Linked DNA regions of Sus scrofa: all the other regions are linked to region 1. A link is a contact called in public HiChIP or PLAC-seq data. All regions are on one chromosome and are shown on one strand. Each heading gives the region's core, a stretch centred on a gene start, on an enhancer-like site or on the middle of the called end of the contact. The rest is flanking DNA. Distances are from core to core; before and after follow the strand shown.

Region 1 (3,666 bases), core at 549-3,048:
GCTGTGGTGGAGGCCAGCAGCTGTAGCTCTGATTCAACCCCATATGCCACAGGTGTGGCCCTGAAAAGCAAAAGAAAAAACAAAAAAAATTAACAAGTCACTCAGTGACAAGTTATATTTAGGAAGCGCAGAATAAATGTAGGACAATTCCAAGTGTGTATGTGATCATCCTTGAAAGGAAAGTTAGTTATTGTTTTACCCAGCTTAGAAACCAAGATGGCAGCTCACTCCTCCCAGCTTTTTTCTATTAACCGTGTGTGATTAAGAAAACTTTTTTTAAAAATTACTGGTGTCATAGTCCTTAAAGTTTTCTAATCCAATTTTCTCTTCAACAGACTCAAACTTTGTTTCAAAAGATGAAAGTTGTTCATCATGCATGTGGCATAACGGTACTTATCTTGGAACAAAATTTGAACCCCAAGAGATCCTACTCACTTTTTTTTTTTTACTGATATATAGTTGATATACTAACTGTGTTAGTTTCAGGTGTCCAGCAAAGTGATTCAGTCATACTCATTCACTTTTCAAACGACTGTTTTCCACAAACCTCGAACACTGAGGCTTTACTGAGCATGACTTTAACCTTTCCTAGATAGAAAAAGCACTCTGAAGCAGCTCCTGAAAATCAGGACTTAGCTCGATCACCTGATGTGTGCGTACAATTAGTCTAATAAAGAGCTGCTGAAGCTCACAGGTGATTCACGTTCCTATTCTGCCCTGCTCCTCCTCAAAACAAGTCTGATTTTATAGGCAGCTGAGCATTTCACTGGACACAAAATAAGTAAAAAGATTGGCAGCGGGAGGCGGCAATGCTCAGAAAGTGGTAGCACCAAAAAAAGCTGAAGCAATGCAATGACTTTACCTTTACTCGTCTCCGTTTCCTCCCCTTTTCTTCCCCTGGAACCTGCTTCTCTCCTTTCTTCCTCTTTTTCCGCTTTCTGTCCTTGTGTTTGTCATGATCATTTTTGTCCTCGAAGAGGCTGGAGTCGTGCCCGGAGCTGCCCGTGGAGAGCTCGGTGACTTCGTTCCCTCCCACTTTGAGGACCAGCTTCAAGGGCTTCTCTACATATTCTTGAACGAAAGAAAAGGGTCTCGATTAAAGGAGGGCCTCGCTGGGCGGTATCCACGAGCAGAGTGACCCCTGGGCAGGGGAAGAAGGAGGCGCACAGGCCAAGGCGGCCCGGGGCACGCAGTGGGCGCCCCGCGAAGCACCTGTTGAATGACAGGCACTTACCAAGTGGCCGTCCCGAACGCTCCCGGGCCTTTCGAGGCCGCCTCGCATCTCCCCACAGGAGACCCTCCCGGGCCGGGGGTCTCGGGTTCGAATGCCGCCCCTGCGTGGGGTCTGTGCGGCTCAGATGGACCGCGCCCCCTTCGCGGGTCCGGGCCTGCCCGAGGGACCTGGGCATCCCCCCGGCCCGCCTCGGATGCTCCAGAGTGGTCTCGAAGGAACGTAAACCCCACCGAGCAGCCGCGGGCTCGCCGCCCCCCACCGCGGCCCACTCCTCACCCTCGTAGAGGTGTTTGTCCGACTTGTGCTTCTTGTGCTTCTTGCCCATGTCCGACCGGGCCCCGGTGCCCGCCCCCCGCGCCAGGCCCAGGCCGTGCGGCGCCGCTTCCGGTCCGGGCCAGGCGAGCGGAGGGCGGGAGCGGGGCCCGCGAGACCCCGCGCCGCGAGGCAGGGGGACGGCGAGCGCCGGGCGGCGCGAGGCCCCTCACGAGAAGACGGCGCGCGAGACCCGGCCGGAGCCCAAGAGCGGCGGCGGGTCGGCGACCGGCTGGCGCTGAGGCGGGAGAGAGGGCCCGCCGCGCGCGCAGAGAGCAGGTAGCTGCGAGTGGCGGCCCCTGGCGGCTGGAGGTGGCGCCGCAGCCTGCGGACTAGGGGCGGGGTCCGGGCTGGGGGCGGGCCGGGGGCGGGCAGGGGGCGTGGCCCACCGCTTTGGAACTCCTTTTGCCCTCCGGCTCTTTCCCTCCCTTCCTCTTTCCTCTCTCCCCGCCTTGATTCCTTCCCTCCCCCCTTCCTTCCTTTCTTCCTCTTTCTTTCCTTCTTATCACCCTCATTTCCTGACTCCTCCCTTATATCCCACTTCCCCTTGCTTGTATCTTCCATTTAACAATACTTACTGATCCCTTTACTGGATACCTGATCCAGCACATTGGTAAATCAAGACTTCTGATCTTAAAAGAAAATCGTATGTGATGATGTGTAAAGGCCTCCAAGACCTTAATTAAAACCACATCAACAGGGTATAGAGCAGAGTGTGTTGGGTAAGATGCATTTAAGGAAATAAATGTTGACATCTGGATGAAAAGTATGTCATGGCTACACAGAAGTGTTAACAGTGGTTATCTCAGGTGATATGACTGGAGGTGGAGTGGATTGTCTCTACACTGTTTAACAATTTTCTCAAGTGCATGTTAAATTTTTTTTTTTGAAGGGAAAACTGAAATTTAAAAATTAAATAGAAAAAACAATGAAAATATATCTGGATCCACACCAAGTGGGGGCCAGACTTACGCTCTTGCTCTGTAGATTCATGTGTACTCCTCAATCCTGTTTTAAGCCCTTCTTTACTTTTATCCGAAGATGCTGAACCCTGCTAGTGAGATGAGCTATTCACATGTCTGCTCATTGGCATTCATCCAAATAAAAAGTTAAGATGTTTTTCATATAACACGTCCAGGGATGTTGGCTGTAGGGAGACAAAATAATGTTGCCGTTTTTCTACATGACAACCTTGTAAGATAGGAAGAGCAGAAATATTCTTGTTCCCATTTTACAGATGAAGAAATGGATGCCCAGAGAAATGAAGGACGTTGCTAATTGTAGAGTCAGGCTTCAAATTCAGGTTTTCCGAATCTGAATCACAAGCTTTTTTTTTTTTTTTTTTTTTTTTAGTGGCTGCACCTGCAGCTTATGGAAGTTCTGGACCCTTAACCCCCTGAGCAAGGCCAGGGATTGGACCCATGTGCTCAGGGACATTGTGTTGGGTTCTTAACCTGCTGAACCACAATGGGAACTCCCACAAGCTCTTTTTACTTGTGAACATGATGAAGGATTCTTGATTGTCTCTACCTTAAATTTACGGCCCTGTATATTTTCAAATAAACCCATAATCACAGACTGCTTTCAAGAAAGGGGCTGACATTTGTCATTTATACTTGAGTAAGAGTTTGCCTCTCTGGATCACTTCTCCCAGGAAGATTTGCAGCTTTTAGCAGTGGGTGAAATGGTAGCCCTGTAATTCAGGGTCTGATGGTTGGAGAATGATAGAAACCCGGTTTGAATGACTTCAAGTAAGTAAAAAGATTTATTGAGTCACATGTCCAGGAAGGGCAGAAGTAACGCTTGCCTGAAAAAAAGATGGGAACCAGGGATTTGATGCCATAGGTCTCACTCTCTCTCTCTTTCTTTGCCTCCTCTCTGTGTATATGGGGTTCCGACTTACAGCAGCTGCTCCCTGACCAGTTGGGAAAAGGCTTCGCTCCAGAGAAGGGCTCTGATTGGCTTGGCGTAGGTCACATATTTTATAGCCAAGGGGATGGGAGATCGATCCATCTTGGATATCAAGTCCACCCGTATAGCCAAGTGGAGTTACAATCTGTGACTGGCAGTCCCCACCAGCCCCCAGTGGTTAGCCAGGGAAAACGAGGTTCCGTTCAAGG
Region 2 (3,666 bases), core at 747-3,246, 360 kb after region 1:
TGTGGCCCTTAAAAAAAAAAAAGGCAAAAAAAGAAAAATTAAAAAAAAGAAAGGATTCACAATCTCTCCCACTCTCCTTTCTCCTTCTCACTGTGAGTCAGGTAAACAGTCTTCAGGCTGGATGTTTCTTCCAGACAGCTTGATTGTCAATTCTGAGCCCACTGACTTTTTTGGGGGTGTGTAGTGGGGGAGAATCTAGGTCTAGAAGGGAACAGGGTTGCCTAAGGCCACACTTAGCGTAAGGTTGATTCCCAAGTTACTGTTTTCTCCTGCAGTGCGATCACAGACTTGGGGGTGAGGATGGATTAAGGAGGTGTCGACTAAAGAAGTGCTCAACCTGAAAGTTGAGAGTTAAGTTTTATTGGGGGTGAAATTAGGACTTGAGCCCAGGAGACAGCATCTCAGGTAGCCCTGAGAAACCGAAGCGAGGGAGCAAGGGGGGAAGCTAGGATATACGAGTTTTTGCAACAAAGGGAAGGCAGTAGGAACAACAGATTTACAGAGAACCAGATTTACAGAAAATCTGTTTCTATGGGAAGATCTAATAAGGATCTGGGCTTACTGGAATCACTCCTTTGATATGCACCTCGGCTGTGGGCTAGTCTTCTTTGTTTCTTTCCTGAGTTCCCTCAGGGCTCACTGGCCCATCCTTGGGGGTGGCTGTTCTCACAGATGACCTTGACATCTTTTGTCCACTGAACTACAGCCCAGGAGGCAGTATTTCTTTTTTTTTTTTTTTGCTATTTCTTTGGGCCGCTCCCGCGGCATATGGAGGTTCCCAGACTAGGGGTCGAATTGGAGCTGTAGCCACCGGCCTATGCCAGAGCCACAGCAACGCGGGATCCGAGCCGAGTCTGCAACCTACACCACAGCTCACGGCAACGCCGGATCGTTAACCCACTGAGCAAGGGCAGGGACCGAACCCGCAACCTCATGGTTCCTAGTCGGATTCGTTAACCACTGCGCCACGACGGGAACTCCATGGAGGCAGTATTTCGGATAGCTCTGAAATAATGCCTCAAAGAGGAAAGGAGGGGTATCGAGATACGTCGTAAAGGTGAAGGGGGCAGTGCCTGCAGCCATGCACGCATTTTGTGAAAGTTGGCTGCTGGTCTCGTGAAGGTTACAACTAGTCAGAGACATCAGTCATCATTGATGGTTTCAGTGTTTTTCTGGACATGAGGAGATGCAAGTATTGGGCTCAGAAAATCCTCTCCTAAAGATAGCTAAGTATCCGAGGACCCGTTCTTCCAGTTTTCCCAGAGCACAGAGGGCCTCAGTCCCGGTCTCCACCCTGAGCTCTGGGGCTGCTTCGGTTTGGTAGCTTCAGTGGCTCATATTTTACTCCACGTAGAGACAGATGGCAAGGGCCAAACTTCAGTTCACAGAGGAGCAAGAGTGGATTGAGGCTGAGGGTTTCAAAAGATGTCCATTTCATTCTGGGTGTTTATGGTCATGGAGATGGGTGGCTTGTTTACTAGTACTGTTAGGTAATCATTCATGTGACTTCTTTTATGTACTCAATGGTTTAAATTCCCCAGATCTTCAGAAATGTCACTTTCCACTGGGGAAATTTTCCCTCTCATGATTAAACACACACACACACACACACACACACACACCCCTACCTTCCTTCTTCAGTATTAATCACCTTCTCCTATAATTGGTACTTAAAATGTCAAAGGAGAAGGAATTAATTAACAGGAGTATCCAGTGCAGCAAGGCATGCTGCAAGGCTCTGGGACTGCTTATAAAAAGCACTTCCTTAAATATTTTGAGCACTTTTGGGAATCAGAAACCTCCCTTCTAATTGAAAGATCCTTAACTATACCCCAAGTGCTGGCTGAGGGCCAGGGGTGCAGAGCTGAGAGAGGAGGCCTATGGAAATTCCTTCTCCACCATTCTAGGGAAACCTGTCTCCAAACTGGGAAGAGGGGGCAACAGAGGTTCAGAAACACGGGTCCCAGACAGAATCCGAGGGCGAAGAAAAGACTTAATATTGCCGAGCTCCTGCTGTGTGTCAGGACCTTTACATACGATATTTCACAACGCTCCTGTAAGACAGGTGATACGGTTATCTCCATTTTACAGATGGGGAAACTGAGGCTCAGAGTAGTTGTGAGTTCCCCATGTCTTGCAGTTGCTAAATGAAAGTTCAAAGGACTCAAACCTAGGTCTCGTTCTAAAGCTTTGCTTTTTCATGGAATCCTAAAAGCATTCCCACCTGGCTTCTGGGTTGCTCCCCACCCTAGCCCCAAACTCGCAACCAACAGGAGTTTTGACAGCTAAGCCTGAAGCCAAGACCTGGGCCTGGGAGGTGGAACCGGGAGCAGCACAGGGCCCCGCCCTGGCTCCGGTATCAGCCAATGGTGCTACGGCACCGACAATCTTTAGTCCAATCAGCCTGAGCTCCCCGCCCCCATCCCCCATTTTCTCCTCCCCGCCCCTCCGCTTTCCCTTTGGCTCCACCGAGCTTGACCGAGCGGAAAGTCCCTTCAGTCCGCTCCGGGCTGGCAGCCATTGGAGGAAGGTCTGTCACAGGGAGGCCCAATCAGAGCGTGCGCAGGAACATAGTTCCGGCGGCGATTGGTTAGCGCGACGGTTGTCCCTACCGCCCCCGCTCCCTCCCTCCCTCCCTGGGCGGTTCGGAGGCGGGGCAGGTGGGGGCGGGCCCAGGTAGCAGGTTAGGCTGCGCGGGGCTCCGCGCGTCGGAGGTAAATACTAGGGCGGTGGGTGTGGGGCGCCAGGGCTGGTCTGGGACTCGGGCTAGCGAGGCTGGGGAAGGGGCGACGCCCGGCCACCCAAGGTGAGTGAGTGAGCCGGCGGCCGAGCGGGCGAGCGACGGGCGGCCCGGCCCCTTGGGCACCCCTCCCCGGCCTTTGGGCGCCTCGAGCTGTCGCTTCGGTCGTCGGGCCCTCGGCGCCGGCCCGTTACTTGCCCTGGCCCTTAGCAGGGCCAGGCCCGCGGGGTGCTGAGCCCACTGACGTCAGCCCGGGCTTCCCCACCACCAGGGCTTCCCCACCCCCCGGGGCCTTCCTGAGAGGGCTCCCGAATCGTGGGACCATGTCGCCGCCGCCGGGACCTCCGGAGAAGAGAGGACTTTGGGGTGGGAGCAGCGCAGGAAACCGTCTCCCCCTTGGGTCCCCCCCCATTTACAGGTGGCGAAACCGAGGCACCGGCCACTGGCCGGCTCCCGACAGCCAGGGTTGGCATCGAGAGCCTAGGCTGTAATATGTCACATCGGTGCTTTGGGGCGTATCGGTCGATCGGTTTTAGGGTGTTTGTGGCTCCCGTCCAGGAAGAGCAGTCGGGGTTCTGGCCTCCTTAATGGCGTGTTGTGCTTTTTCTTTCAGTTTCCCCCTTTCCAGGGTGAGGATGGTTTTATACAACAACCTGGAGTTCTTTAGTTGAAAGGTGCGCTCTGTTGAAGCAAGGTATTCATTCTTTTCTTTCTTTTTGTTTTTTCTTTATTGTCAAATTAACAGTCTGTAGGGAAAAGCGTGAGGTCTTGAGGGAAGATAGTGTTCCTGAGTTTGGGTCTCAGCCGGGTCAGCTGCCCAGTTATTCGTGTACTTGGCATCTTTTCTGTTCAACCCCATGGCATTTGCATGTTTTAGGATGGTTGTCATCTTCCAGCCACCAAGCCTTTCAGTCTCTCAGCCCCCA
Region 3 (3,666 bases), core at 345-2,844, 300 kb after region 1:
GAACTCCCATTTGCTCATTTTTTTTTTATTGGATTATTTTCTTCACAGTTTGTTTATTTTCCTTATGGATTATTTGCATAGATATGCTTTCAATTTCTTTCCCCATCCTATGGTATGCATTTGTACTCCGGTCGGGGGAGGGGGATCTTTTGATAAATAAAGCTTTCAACGGTATTAGTCTTTGCTTTCACTGCGGGTGTCATACCTGAGAGACGGTGGGCCTCTCTCCTTTATTGTGCTTTATGGTTCTTTCCGCAACAGCTTCACAGGCCATCGTGAGGCTTAAGATGAGTTAGGATGCACAAGGCCCTTCGGATGATGCTGGTACCTAGTAAGCACTGTGCAAATGCAGACAATTCCTGTGGTTCTACAAAGCTTTCTAGTTTGCCTTTCTCATTCGGGGCTCTGTAATGCACTTAGACGAAGGGGATTTTGGGGGTATGGTGTAAGGGATGAGGTTGATGAGGTTGAATGATTTTTCCATGGCATGTTCACCTACTAGCCTTGTTTTACTGAAATGGCCATCAAATGCCCCAGCCCTGCAGCGCAATGCAGAATCTGATATTCATCCACCTGTGTCAGGGATGCAGTCGTGTAACTCAGGGGGAGCATCATTAATAGTGTATCTGTGGTTTGCTGGCTTGAGCGCTGGGGCCATTTCTCATTCACACAGAACGCCTGGTGTGGTATGGCGTTGAGGGCTCTGCACAGAGCCAGGCTGGAACCCCGGCTCCCCTCCTCTCTGAGTCCGGTCCTGCTATGTTCCAGGTTCCAGTTTTCTCTCTCACCCCCAGCCTGAGCCTGGAGTCTGCGAGATGCCAAGGCAGGCTCAGCCCTTCCTGCAGCCTGCAACCACGGGGAGGAGTGTGTAGAAGCCACTGCTTCCTCTTCTGGGGGCAGGAGATGCTCTGGAAACCCCCCAGATGCGCAGGAGTGTCTGGTCTGCATGGGAAGGACCTAGCTGGTCCAAAGGGACCTGGAGTCGCCACCCTTGGCCACCTGCCAGGTGTGGGCTTTTCTCTGCAGGACAGGGTTCTCTATGCAGCGGAAAAGCTCTCCATGTAAGAACAGGCGTGTCACGGGCTACGGGGGAGGGCGGGAGTGGGTGTCGTTCCCCTCCCCCCTCTGCAGTGCTGAAGCCAGAAGGTGAGAAGGGGACACGGAGGGACCCCGGGGACTTAGGAAAGGAAGTGCTGGCACTTCAGAATCTAGTTGTCTCTCTTAGAATTCACACCCCTTTGACCACTGGATGGCCTCTCACTGCATTCTGGGTAAACTCAGACCCCTGCTGAGGCCTCAGTGAGCTGCAGCCTGCCCCCTTCCTGACCTCTTTGCACAGCCTGTCAGCATCACTTACCATGCACCGGCCAGCTGCACCGCTTCCTGTTCCTCAAACACGCGGCACGGCCTCTGCCCTGGCCATGCCTTCAGCCGGCCATGCCCTGCGCTCAGTTGCCTCCACGACCGGCTGGCTCTCATGCCCAGGGTTCGGCTTCACTGCCTCTCCTTTGCACCGCCTTCCCTGACCCCTCTGCCTGCACGCATCACTGTTTCGCTCATGTGTTTACTTGTTGAGTGCGTGTCTCAAATGCCTTGTCTGCGGTGGGACTTGGTATCAGGGTTCTGTCCCCAGGATCCACCGCAGTGCCTGCCACCTAGTGGTTGCTCAGTAACTGTGAATGAATGAATGAGTGGGCGAAGGCAGAACCATGGAGATGGGGCTGAGGTTCACTGTGTGACCCGGGCAGGGCACTTGGCTCTCTGAATGTCAGTTTCTCCCAGTGCAACATGAGATTAAATTAAAGATCCTCCCAGCACCAAAGCATTCCACATTGGGCAAATGACTGAATACTGTAAACAACTCCTCACTGCAGTTCCCCGTGTCTGGCAAGCTTAGGACTCCAAGACCAACACACCTCTGTTGAGAAATTCAACAAGAAATGGTCGACCACATGTCTGGTAAAGAAAACTCAAACCGGTAAAGTGTTTGTTTATAGGTAATTTAAAATTTTGTCAAAGGAGTTCCCGTCCTGGCGCAGTGGTTAAAGTATCCAACTAGGAACCATGAAGTTGGGGGTTCAATCCCTGGCCTCGCTCAGGGGGTGAAGGATCCGGTGTTGCTGTGAGCTGTGGTGTAGGTCGCAGACTCGGCTCGGATCCCACGTTGCTGTGGCTGTGTCGTAGGCCAGCGGCTACAGCTCCAAATAGACCCCTAGGCTGGGAACCTCCATGTGCCACGGGAGTGGCCCTACCAAAGGCAAAAAGACAAATAATAATAATAATAAATGCAAAATAAAATTTGGTCATGGCAATCTTGTTTTTCCACAGCCTTTAAAAAAATCTCGGGAGTACCTGTTGTGGCTCATCGGGTTAAGAACCCAACTAGTGCCCATGAGGATGCAGATCTGATTCCTGGCCTTGCCCAGTGGGTTAAGGATCTGGCGTTGTCGTGAGCTGTGGTGTAGGCCAACAGCTGCAGCTCGACCCCTAGCTTAGGAACTTCCATATGCTGCAAGTATAGCCCTAAAAAAAGCAATAATAATAATGTTAAAATTTTTTTTAAATCTCAAAAGTTCTTAATGCTGCAGAGTTTTAATATCAAGGTCACAGATAGAGTGTGGTGCAGGGCACTGCTGTGGATCTGCTGAAACATAGCGGGGGAACCGGGGTGCGGAAACACCTCAGCCCCTCCTGGGCTTCACACAAGCTCAGGACTGTCAGTCCTTCTGATGTGTGTAAGGATCCATGGAGATGCATGTGCTAATATGTGAAGAAAATCTAATTTTCATTATCAGCGAACATAAACATCTTGTTTCTGGGAGATCGGTTCGTTTAGGTAACAGCTTCGACGAGTTTGGTGGGAGTTGAGGGCCATCACTGTATACCGTCTGAAGCACAGAGCACCTCCAGAGGGCAGGAGTGAGGCTGAAATCCAGCCCTCTCTGCTTTTCCAAGCTGGCTCCTATGTCCAGGCAGGTAAAGGGGATGCTTTTTCTAACCCAAAAAGAAGGGTGATGATGGAGGATTGAGGAACTGTTTTTCTTTTGCTCAGTGGGTTAAGGATCTGGTGTTGCCGTGAGCTGTGGTGTAGGTTGCAGATGCGGCTCGGATCCTGCGTTGCTTGGGTCTGGCGTAGGCCGGTGGCTACAGCTCCAATTAGATCCCTGGCCTGGGAACCTCCATATGACGTGGGAGTGGCCCAAGAAATGGCAAAAAGACAAAAAAAAAAAAAAAGTGGGGAGAAAGAGTGGTACCTATTCCATAAAGATGTTGTAAGGATTATGTGATGGATGGGAGTGCCGTGCCTGGAATATTACTGTGCCCAGTAAATAACATTCCTGAGAGGTCCCATAGTGGCTCAGAGGTAACAAAGCCAACTAGTATCCATGAGGATGTGGGTTCGATCCCTGGCCTCGCTCAGTGGCTTAAGGATCTGGCGTTGCTGTGAGCTGTGATGCAGGTCGCAGATGTGGCTCGGATCTGGCGTGGCTGTGGCTGTGGTGTAGGCCAGCAGCTGCAGCTCTGATTGGACCCCAAGCCTGGGAACTTCCCTCTGCCGCAGGTGCGGCCCTAAAAACCTAAATAAATAAATAAAATCCCTATTATAGAGTGTTTAGTACTTCCTAGGTGCCAAATTCTTTATATGTATTCCTCATGACAAGATCT

The links. HiChIP or PLAC-seq counts read pairs in DNA pulled down with a chosen protein or histone mark.
Region 2: an H3K27ac HiChIP or PLAC-seq map of alveolar macrophages shows a contact between it and region 1. The contact joins the promoter of CYLD here to the promoter of BRD7 in region 1. A contact is called at or near these places in 1 of 5 promoter capture datasets (liver), 1 of 47 Hi-C or Micro-C datasets (embryonic fibroblasts) and 1 of 2 datasets of contacts at active chromatin or transcription factors (alveolar macrophages).
Region 3: a contact with region 1 is called in an H3K27ac HiChIP or PLAC-seq map of alveolar macrophages. The contact joins the promoter of SNX20 here to the promoter of BRD7 in region 1. A contact is called at or near these places in 1 of 5 promoter capture datasets (liver) and 1 of 2 datasets of contacts at active chromatin or transcription factors (alveolar macrophages).

What each region holds. Positions count from the first base shown.
Region 1 is chr6:34,476,140-34,479,805 of Sscrofa11.1, reverse strand. BRD7 (bromodomain-containing protein 7) reads right to left here and starts at 1,798. Exons shown (of 16, transcript XM_021094214.1): 1 at 1,511-1,798; 2 at 863-1,071. The coding sequence starts at 1,559.
Region 2 is chr6:34,120,269-34,123,934 of Sscrofa11.1, reverse strand. It overlaps CYLD (ubiquitin carboxyl-terminal hydrolase CYLD), which reads left to right and starts at 1,996. Exons shown (of 18, transcript XM_021094191.1): 1 at 1,996-2,806; 2 at 3,354-3,414.
Region 3 is chr6:34,174,681-34,178,346 of Sscrofa11.1, reverse strand. SNX20 (sorting nexin-20) reads right to left here and starts at 1,594. Exons shown (of 5, transcript XM_021094194.1): 1 at 1,358-1,594.